Linked DNA regions of Zea mays: regions 1 and 2 are each linked to region 3. Evidence: chromatin contacts called from public Hi-C data. All regions are on one chromosome and are shown on one strand. Each heading gives the region's core, a stretch centred on a gene start, on an enhancer-like site or on the middle of the called end of the contact. The rest is flanking DNA. Distances are from core to core; before and after follow the strand shown. Region 1 holds the start of LOC103635420 (protein Rf1, mitochondrial). Region 2 holds the start of LOC100191327. Region 3 holds the start of LOC100280144.

Region 1 (2,771 bases), core at 267-2,766, 460 kb after region 3:
AGGGAGAGAGAAAGGCCGGGGGCCGCACGACAGGGGAAAGCGGGAATTTCCCCTGGCGGCAGCGGCTAGCATGTGAGGATGGGGCGCGCGCTGTGATGTTTGTTGGGCCCCTAATGGGCTTTAGGGTTAGGTTTTTTTTCTTTTTCTTTGTTTTCTATTTCTTTTCTAAATCCAAAATATATTTTTAAATAACCCTAAAATTCATAATAATTATACCAAAATTATTTATAAATAAAATATTTATGTTTGGACTAATAATTATTATATTATTTATTTAGATTTTCATTTAAGAAGAAATGTTATTCAATAACCAAAATCAATCATGAGCAATCAAAAATTATTTCAAAAGCAAATAAATAACAAACACTTGAATGAAAAATTTATTGCCATAATTACCATTAATAACTAAATGTATTATTTTTATTTGATGATTTTTATAGTGTTACAGTAGCTGGCCGTGGCTTTTATAGGATGGAGTGAGTTGGGAGTGACGGATGATTTCTTCTTAAAGGAATGGATTATATATCCAAGGAATACTCCAACTCTCTTGAGTGCGGTCTTGGTCAGAGAAGGCAAAAAGGGCATCACGTGCATTACCACATTCCCGGGGGCCTGTATGGTTGTGCATCCAGTTGTAAATAACGAATCACGCTTTCTATTAGTTAGGGTACATAATGGAGCTCTCCTTTTTTGCCCTCTCTCTTTCTTTTGTTGATGAAGTGTGCCTTTCTTTGAATAATATCCTACTGGATCTTATTCCGAGTTCACACACTGCACTTCACTTGGACCTAGTGAATGGCTCCATTTCTTATGTTTCCTTTGTCGTATTATTATATAGAGAAGAACAAGAAAAGAAAACAAAAGGTAGCATTTGCTTTATTGTATTTCCTTGGCATCCAAGCTTCCTTCTGAAACGGTAGTCGACTGCCTTTTCTACATAGTGCTGTGCGTCGCAAGTTTGGGATGAAATGGAATTGGAAGGTGGGAGTGCCAGTAAAAAAAAGCTTCCACCGGCGATCAGGTCAGGTCTCAACTGGGGCGTGTGCCTTCGCCTGATCGCACGCGTTCCGTGCCGGCGAAGGAGCCTGATTGATCCTGACGTGGTTTGCTCGACGTCAACGATTGCAGCATTAGGTGAGATCAAGCATCAGGTGAGATCACAGTGGTGTGGGATGCTAGTATGATACAGACTGGAGTAGAGATGTTCTTTTTCGACTTTTAACCTTTGCACAAGTCATCATGCACTTAACTAACTATCCTTTTATTATAAGTCAATCATTTGTCTGATAATAGCAAGCTAAGACATGCTCCTGAGAGTTGCAGCCAAGAGAGAAAATACTGAAGATGGCTTTTTGCCAAGCTAGCCCAAGGTCTCTATGGGCAGTGGCCCACGAAAGGTGAGGAAGGCCCGAGGAGCCTTCCGGTCGTGTCTTGGGCTGTCGTCTCACCCACTGGCTCGCATCGGCATCGGAATCGGCTTTGCCACTTCAAGCGCAAGTTCTACCAGCGCTACATCGTGAGTTCCACTTCCACCGCTTCTGCTGCCCTTCGCCCTGCGCCCCTGCCTCATGTTCCGCGATTCCCTTTGCACACCCTCCCGCTGCTAAATCCGTGTGCTGGGTTCCAGATTGCAGGAGCTTGCCTTGTAGCGTCGCGTTATGCTGGTTGCAGCGAGTGACTAAGCAGAGATCCGTTCGGCCCATTCACTCCACCACTGCTCCACACAGCGAGTGACAAGGCATGTCGCGAGGGGTCAGCTCTGGCCGCCGCACGTGCTTGGAGCTGGAGCGGATAATCCTAAATCGGCACCGCTCCGGAAGCCTCGGCCGAGAGGACGCGCTCAACCTGTTCGATGAATTGCTTCCTCAGGCCAGACCGGCATCGGTGCACGCCTTCAATAGTGTCCTCACCGTCGTCGCTCGCGCCGACTCCTCGTCGTCACCACGTCACAGCGCTGCGCTCGCCGTGTCCCTTTTCAATACCATGGTCCGGTCCGGCGTCAATATGATGGCCGCCATCATAGGCATCCTCATCCGTTGCTTCTGCACTGTTGGCCGCTTGGACCTCGCCTTCGCTGCCTTTGCCCTGTTCCTCAAGACGGGATGGAGGGTGCAGAACGTGACCCTCAACCAGCTAATCAAGGGTCTCTGTGATGGCAACAGGACTGATGACGCAATGGATATGGTGTTCAGAAGAATGCCGGAGCTTGGCTATACACCTGATGTTTTCTCCTACAATGCTCTTATCAAAGGGCTCTGCGTCGAGAAAAAGAGTCAAGAGGCTCTTGAGCTGCTGATTCACATGACGGCCGATGGCGGATACAACTGTTCTCCCAATGTGGTGTCGTATAACACAGTCATTGATGGCTTCTTTAAAGAAGGTGAAGTCGACAAAGCTTACTTCCTGTTTCATGAAATGATGGGCCAGGGGCTTCCACCTGATGTTGTGACATACAACTCACTCATTGATGGCCTGTGCAAGGCTCAAGCAATGGACAAGGCTGTAGCAATCCTACAACATATGTTTGATAAAGGTGTTATGCCGGATACTAGGACATATAATATCATGATCCGTGGATATTGCTCTTTAGGACAGTTGGAAGAGGCAGTGAGACTGCTCAAAAAGATGTCTGGTAGTGGTCTTCAACCGGATGTTGTCACTTACAGTCTTCTGATACAGTATTATTGCAAGATTGGAAGATGCGCAGAAGCTAGGAGTGTCTTTGATTCAATGGTTCGGAAGGGTCAAAAACCCAATTCTACTATCTATCA
Region 2 (2,700 bases), core at 35-2,534, 330 kb before region 3:
AAATAGTAAGGGATTCTAACCCTAAATTTGTTCAGTTAGAGATAGATTAAGAAAGATTAGGGTAGATTAAACCCATTCTAGTCAAATTTGAATATAAAGAAATTTAATCCTTCCAACCCTCTTCAATCCATCTCTTAATTCTCTCATTCCTTTTCCTTCCAAAGGAGCCGCAAGGGACTCGGACATAGGAAATGGAATGCGATAAGCTCCAGCAGCTAATGGGCCCTACAATCCGGGGCTTCGGGCCTCCATTGAGCCCAAGCAACGGCCCAAAAGGGTGGCGCTGAAACAATTTATTTATCTACCCTTTTCCCCTCATTTTACGGCACGGGAAATGATGGGTGGCGCCTGGCGCGGGCGATGATCACCGGAGCTCGGTGGGCAGCGCCCGTCTCCTGGCGGCCTCCTCCCAGTTGAGCGGCACGCGGCCCTCGCGGTCGCGGCTGAGCCACTCCTGCGCGCCGCCGCGGAGCTTCTCCAGCCGCAGCGCGTCGCTCTGGTGCATGGCGAACACCTTCAGCACGTTGAGCAGCGCTGCCGCCAGCCACAGCACGCTCCCGACCAGGCACAGCCACGCCGGCTCGCCGCCGCTGCGGGGGCGGTTCAGCGCCGCGGCGACCAGGAACAGAAGGCTCCCCAGCAGCTGAGGCACCTGCACGCCCGACTGCAGCAGCTGCGCGCGGCCGTCGGCGCGCTCGTACACCTGGCAGGAGTTGAGCACGGAGCCCAGCACCCACAGCAGCGCCGCGACGAGCAGCATGGTCGCCGCGTGCCGCTGCTGGGACTGGGAGTGGGAGTGGGGGGAGGCCAGCAGCGCCAGGCCGGCGGCGGCGAGCGCGCACCCGGCTGCGTGCACGGCCGGCACGAGGAACTCCACGAGCCCGAGCTGGGCATCGTACCTCGCCAGTCCCACGCGGCAGTCGACGCCAGCCAGGTGCGCGGCGAGGTCGTGTGCGTTGACGGCCGCCACGGCCGCCAGCGCCACGGCGCCTACGGCGAGCCCCAGCCTGGCCGCGGACACGGACATGGACAGCGCCGCCGCCAGGACCAGGAGCAGCGCCGCGAACACGTATGTCCCCGCGTTGATGTACTCCCACCGCCTCGCCGCCAGCGCCGGCCCGTACAGCCGCGCCTCCCTGGCCGTCGCCAGCTTCACCATGGCAGGCCGCCGGACCCCGGATCGATCGATCGCGCGGTGGGCAAAGGCGCTTCTTTTCCCTTTCTTTCTCTCTCTGGCGCTCCGGAACCGGAACGAAGCTAGGAAGCAGTTTCGCGATCGGTGTGTAAGTGTGTTAATGCGGCGCGGCTTGGAGTTGGAGGGAGGCGGCCAGGTGGTGCAGGTGCTCTCGCGTACGTGGCACCGTGCCGTGAGGTCTGCGCCCTGACGACATGCAACAAGCTTGGCACTTTGTGTTGCCAGACGAGCATGTTTGAAGGCACACGCGGACGTGGGCAGTTACATCTGGCAAGCATGCCGTTTGTGCGTCCTTGGCTCGTTGCTAACAAACGGATCAGCATTTGAGGAAGAAAAAAATGGTATCAAGGCCAACAAAAATCATCATTCAAAGCACTACTTATTACTTGCTAAAAAACGTTCTCTATATATTTTCGCTTGAATTAAAGTCAGATGTTCATACTGTTGCAGATATAATCTATAGAGATTTTCTAAATTAATAATTTAGTTAGTTAACATAAAAACTTTTCTCCAGCAGTTCTCTCAATAAATTTTTTAACTTTAACAACTTCTTATCTAAACACATTTACTCTCTACATTTAACAACTTCCTAAACAAAAATGTTGACTGCATTATGTAGGTAATGAAGTTAATTGTTGAAATTTGTGACTTATTCTTTTTTTATTTGGATAGATACAAAACAAAACTACAACATATATTTAAAGAATTATAGAAGAATTCACATTATTTACTCCTAAAGTTATTTAGCAACTTCTTAAATCTATGATTAGAGAGCTAAAATTTACATAACTATTGAACTTGCTAGAAGAGCAACTCTAAGAGCCTCTTTATATTTTTCGTAATCTATATAAATAGACTTTTGTAAAAAAAATACACTCAAACAACTTATCTAAATGGTTATCTATTTCGTGTTTCTCGCTAGCTAAATATAGAAAACGTGAATCTTTCTAAGATATAGAAAGGCTGTTAAAAATTGAAAAGATATAGAAAATGATTTTTATATAAATGACTCTAAATAATAATTTAGAGAGTAAAATTTAAAAAAATAACACACTTGGAGATGCTATCTGTAGTCATCCGCAGACTCTATCTGTAGCTATTGGACGTTTTTTCCCACCCAAGCTTCTATTTCTATCAAACCGTGAAGATATAAAGAGGCTCTAAATTGTTTTAGCTTTTTAATTTACATAGAGTTTATTATGCATCTAGACGTATATTATGTCAAGGTATATAATATTATGTCTAGACGTATACTACCTCGGCTCATAAATACATGACACAATTTATTTATTTTTTTAAACTTTGACTACTCGTATTATTTAAAATACTTATTTAAATATATAAAATATTAAGTCAAACGCAAACTACATGATAAAACATATAATAAATAAATAAATTATAAATTATTATTTTTTAATAAAACTATTGATTAAATTTTTTTTAAAGTCAACAGTGTCATATATTTATGAATGGAGGGGAGTATTTTTCTATTTAGAAACTGCTGA
Region 3 (2,853 bases), core at 251-2,750:
TTCATACTAATCACACGACGTTGTCTCGTTTCATATTATTTCATTCACATCTTCTTCTTAAACGACATTCATCCTTGGTGATAACATTTCAAATAAGTGTTAAGGACGAAGATTCATATATTTAATTTATGTTGCTTTAGTTTTTAATACTTTTTAGATGATTGAAATCAAATATTGAAGAGTGGTTGATTCGAGATCAACGAGGCTGCCAATGGAACCAAATTCGACGAGAGGCGGCATTTTTTTATTAACGGCGAAGTGGTATGGCCATAGATGGCTCGCAACATAGCAAGCTCACCCCAAGTATTTGATTTTTTTTGACTTGCATCGGGCACTTCCCCTATAGTGGTGACGAATTGGAAAGTGGAAACCCGTCTCGTCTCACCCTGCAGGCCGGCATCATGGTTTACAAAACCGTTCTGGGTGCGAAAACTGTTACCCACCGGTAAACCGGCGAAAACCGGTAAAAACCGTCCGATTTGACCAATCCAAATCAATTTGAATTTGAACCGAATTACCAGTGAAAAACTAGTGAAAATCCGCTCTAAACCGTCGTTTTACCACGAACCGAATTTTGTTGTTTTTATAAAAAAAATGAAAAATTTTGACAGGATTTATTTGTAATTTTCTCAATTCACATTGCACAGTAAATATTAATTGATTCACACGACATGTGTTCACCAAAATAATATACAACATACATATGCAACCACAAACTACAGTTCTCATGCAACAAACAACCAACGAACTTCGCAATACTCAAATACAAGTTCTTTTACAACTCTCCAACGAAGCAACGACACATAGGTCGACTTATTTCAAAATACTCACATGTTCAACTAGAGTCATAGTGATAGTACTCAGGCATGTTGGAAGGATTGTGATATTGTTCCAATCCGTCATAGTGATAGTGATAGGTCTATACAAAAGATATGAGATACACTAGCGAGAAAAACAAGAACGACAAATAAATACTTATCCACAAAGCAAAAAAAACATATATGTGTGTTTGGTGTTCGTGTATTGCATGTGCACCTCACCAAGTGTTAAACTTTTTTTTCTGATCAACAAGTCTTAGGAACACATACAGAAAAACTGGAGTCTGGAGCTAAGGGTTCTATATTGGGTCTTGTCCAGACGGGTAGTTAAAAGAACTGGAGCTACTTAAGCTACGGATTCCATCTTGGACAGGAAATAAAACTGAAATTGACCACTAAATGTCTAAGTTGGACTTGAGCTATGAATTTCATCATCACATATAACATATAACATCTTCACATTTAGCATATAACAGTAAATAAGACTAATGCCTAAATTGACCGCTAAATGTTTAAATTGGACTCAATCTTGCCACTAAATCTGATTCACTGGTAAAAAAATTGGTTGTTTAACGGTCTAAAATGACGGTTTACCGGCTATTTTCGATTTTTATGAATTTTTAATTTTTTTTGAATTTGAAACCAATTTTGGATAAAACCCGGTGGGTAGTTTTGTAAACCATGGCTGGCATCGGGCATCTCCACTCCCACTCCACCGGCCCCACCTCCGCGAGGGGCGACCCGAGAACACCACCACGCCCGCCATGTGGCGCCGCCTCCAAACCCTAGCCCCCTCGCTCCGCCGCGCCGCCGCATCGTCGTCCCCGGCCTCCGCCCGCGCCGTGCCCTTGTCCACGGTGCCGGTGGCCGCGTTCCGGCGCACTTCGACCCTCCTCTCCTCTCCCGGTAAGCCCCCCGTCCCTCAGCAGTTACTTCCTTGCTCCTCTGAGCCGATGGTCTCGTTCTGACGGATCGGAGGACTGTGGCCGTGCAGGCGACAAGCCGGCGCCCAGCAAGGTCGAGGATGTCATGCCGATCGCCACGGGGCTGGAGCGCGAGGAGCTCGAGGCGGAGCTCCAGGTGAGAGGTCACTCTGGGTTCGGACTTCGGAATCTCAACGTGATTCCGGCGGCATTTGATGTGGATTTTGATGCGTTTTCTCCAGGGGAAGAAGCGGTTTGACATGGATCCTGCCGTCGGCCCCTTCGGTACTAAGGTGAGGTGCCCCTGCTTTTGCGACTTAGCTCAGAGCCTCGGACTCTAGGGGATCACGTCAGGTGTTTGGTGTCGTGCAGAGAAATTTGCACAAGTACTTGCTCCGTCCTAGAAAGAATGCAATTATGGGAACCGTCCCAGTGAAACTAGCTCAAGTTTGACCAAATTATAGTAAATAATATTAACATGTATATCTCCAAATAAGTTTATCATGAAAATATATTTTGTAATTAGTTCAGTTATACTTAATTTGTACCATAAATATTATTGTTTTTATATAATTTTAGTCAAATTTCAAATAGGTTGGTTTCTCGAGAAGCAATGATTGCATTTTTTGTGGGACGGAGAGAGTAGTTTCTTCCTCAAGCTGAGTCCTGTTAGGACTGTGAAGTTAGGTAATTATTGGTACTTTTTAGAATTAATTATGTCAAAAAAAACTTTTGCTGTGTCCATGGCTATTGTTCACCTGATCTGCTCTGTGGTCTTTGGCTAGTTGAACGTGTTGTAGTCTAGTTTGTTATTAAGACAGCCATTTCGTGGTACAAAATGTCATCATGTTAGAGGCCCCAGTGTTCAATGTTTACCAGTCTGCTCATTAGTTGTCATTTACATTGAAGTCTGTGGCTTCTTTTACTCCCTCTGTCCTAAAATAGTATTCGTTTTAGCTCTCGGTTTTTACTCCCTCCGTTCCATAATCTGCCTCGTCTAAGCAATTTTTTTTTGCAGATTCCGTTTTCTTCGTCGTATTTGTATTTGCTGCTTCATTGAATGTGCATGCTGCTTGGTTCCCAATAAAAACTGAAGCAGTGCGTTTGTTTAT

Evidence for each region. Hi-C and Micro-C count contacts between places; a contact is called where the count stands out from the background.
Region 1: a Hi-C map of tassel shows a contact between it and region 3, with 4 times the contacts expected there. The contact joins the promoter of LOC103635420 here to the promoter of LOC100280144 in region 3. A contact is called at or near these places in 2 of 25 Hi-C or Micro-C datasets (ear and tassel).
Region 2: a contact with region 3 is called in a Hi-C map of ear, with 1.8 times the contacts expected there. The contact joins the promoter of LOC100191327 here to the promoter of LOC100280144 in region 3. A contact is called at or near these places in 2 of 25 Hi-C or Micro-C datasets (ear and tassel).

Annotation. Positions count from the first base shown.
Region 1 is chr8:78,659,088-78,661,858 of Zm-B73-REFERENCE-NAM-5.0, forward strand. It overlaps LOC103635420 (protein Rf1, mitochondrial), which reads left to right and starts at 1,517. Exons shown (of 3, transcript XM_035961722.1): 1 at 1,517-2,771. The coding sequence starts at 1,741.
Region 2 is chr8:77,863,044-77,865,743 of Zm-B73-REFERENCE-NAM-5.0, forward strand. It overlaps LOC100191327, which reads right to left and starts at 1,285. Exons shown (of 1, transcript NM_001136761.1): 1 at 95-1,285. The coding sequence starts at 1,159. The coding sequence ends at 365.
Region 3 is chr8:78,197,050-78,199,902 of Zm-B73-REFERENCE-NAM-5.0, forward strand. LOC100280144 reads left to right here and starts at 1,501. Exons shown (of 8, transcript NM_001358284.1): 1 at 1,501-1,724; 2 at 1,813-1,898; 3 at 1,984-2,034; 4 at 2,336-2,367; 5 at 2,370-2,428. The coding sequence starts at 1,583.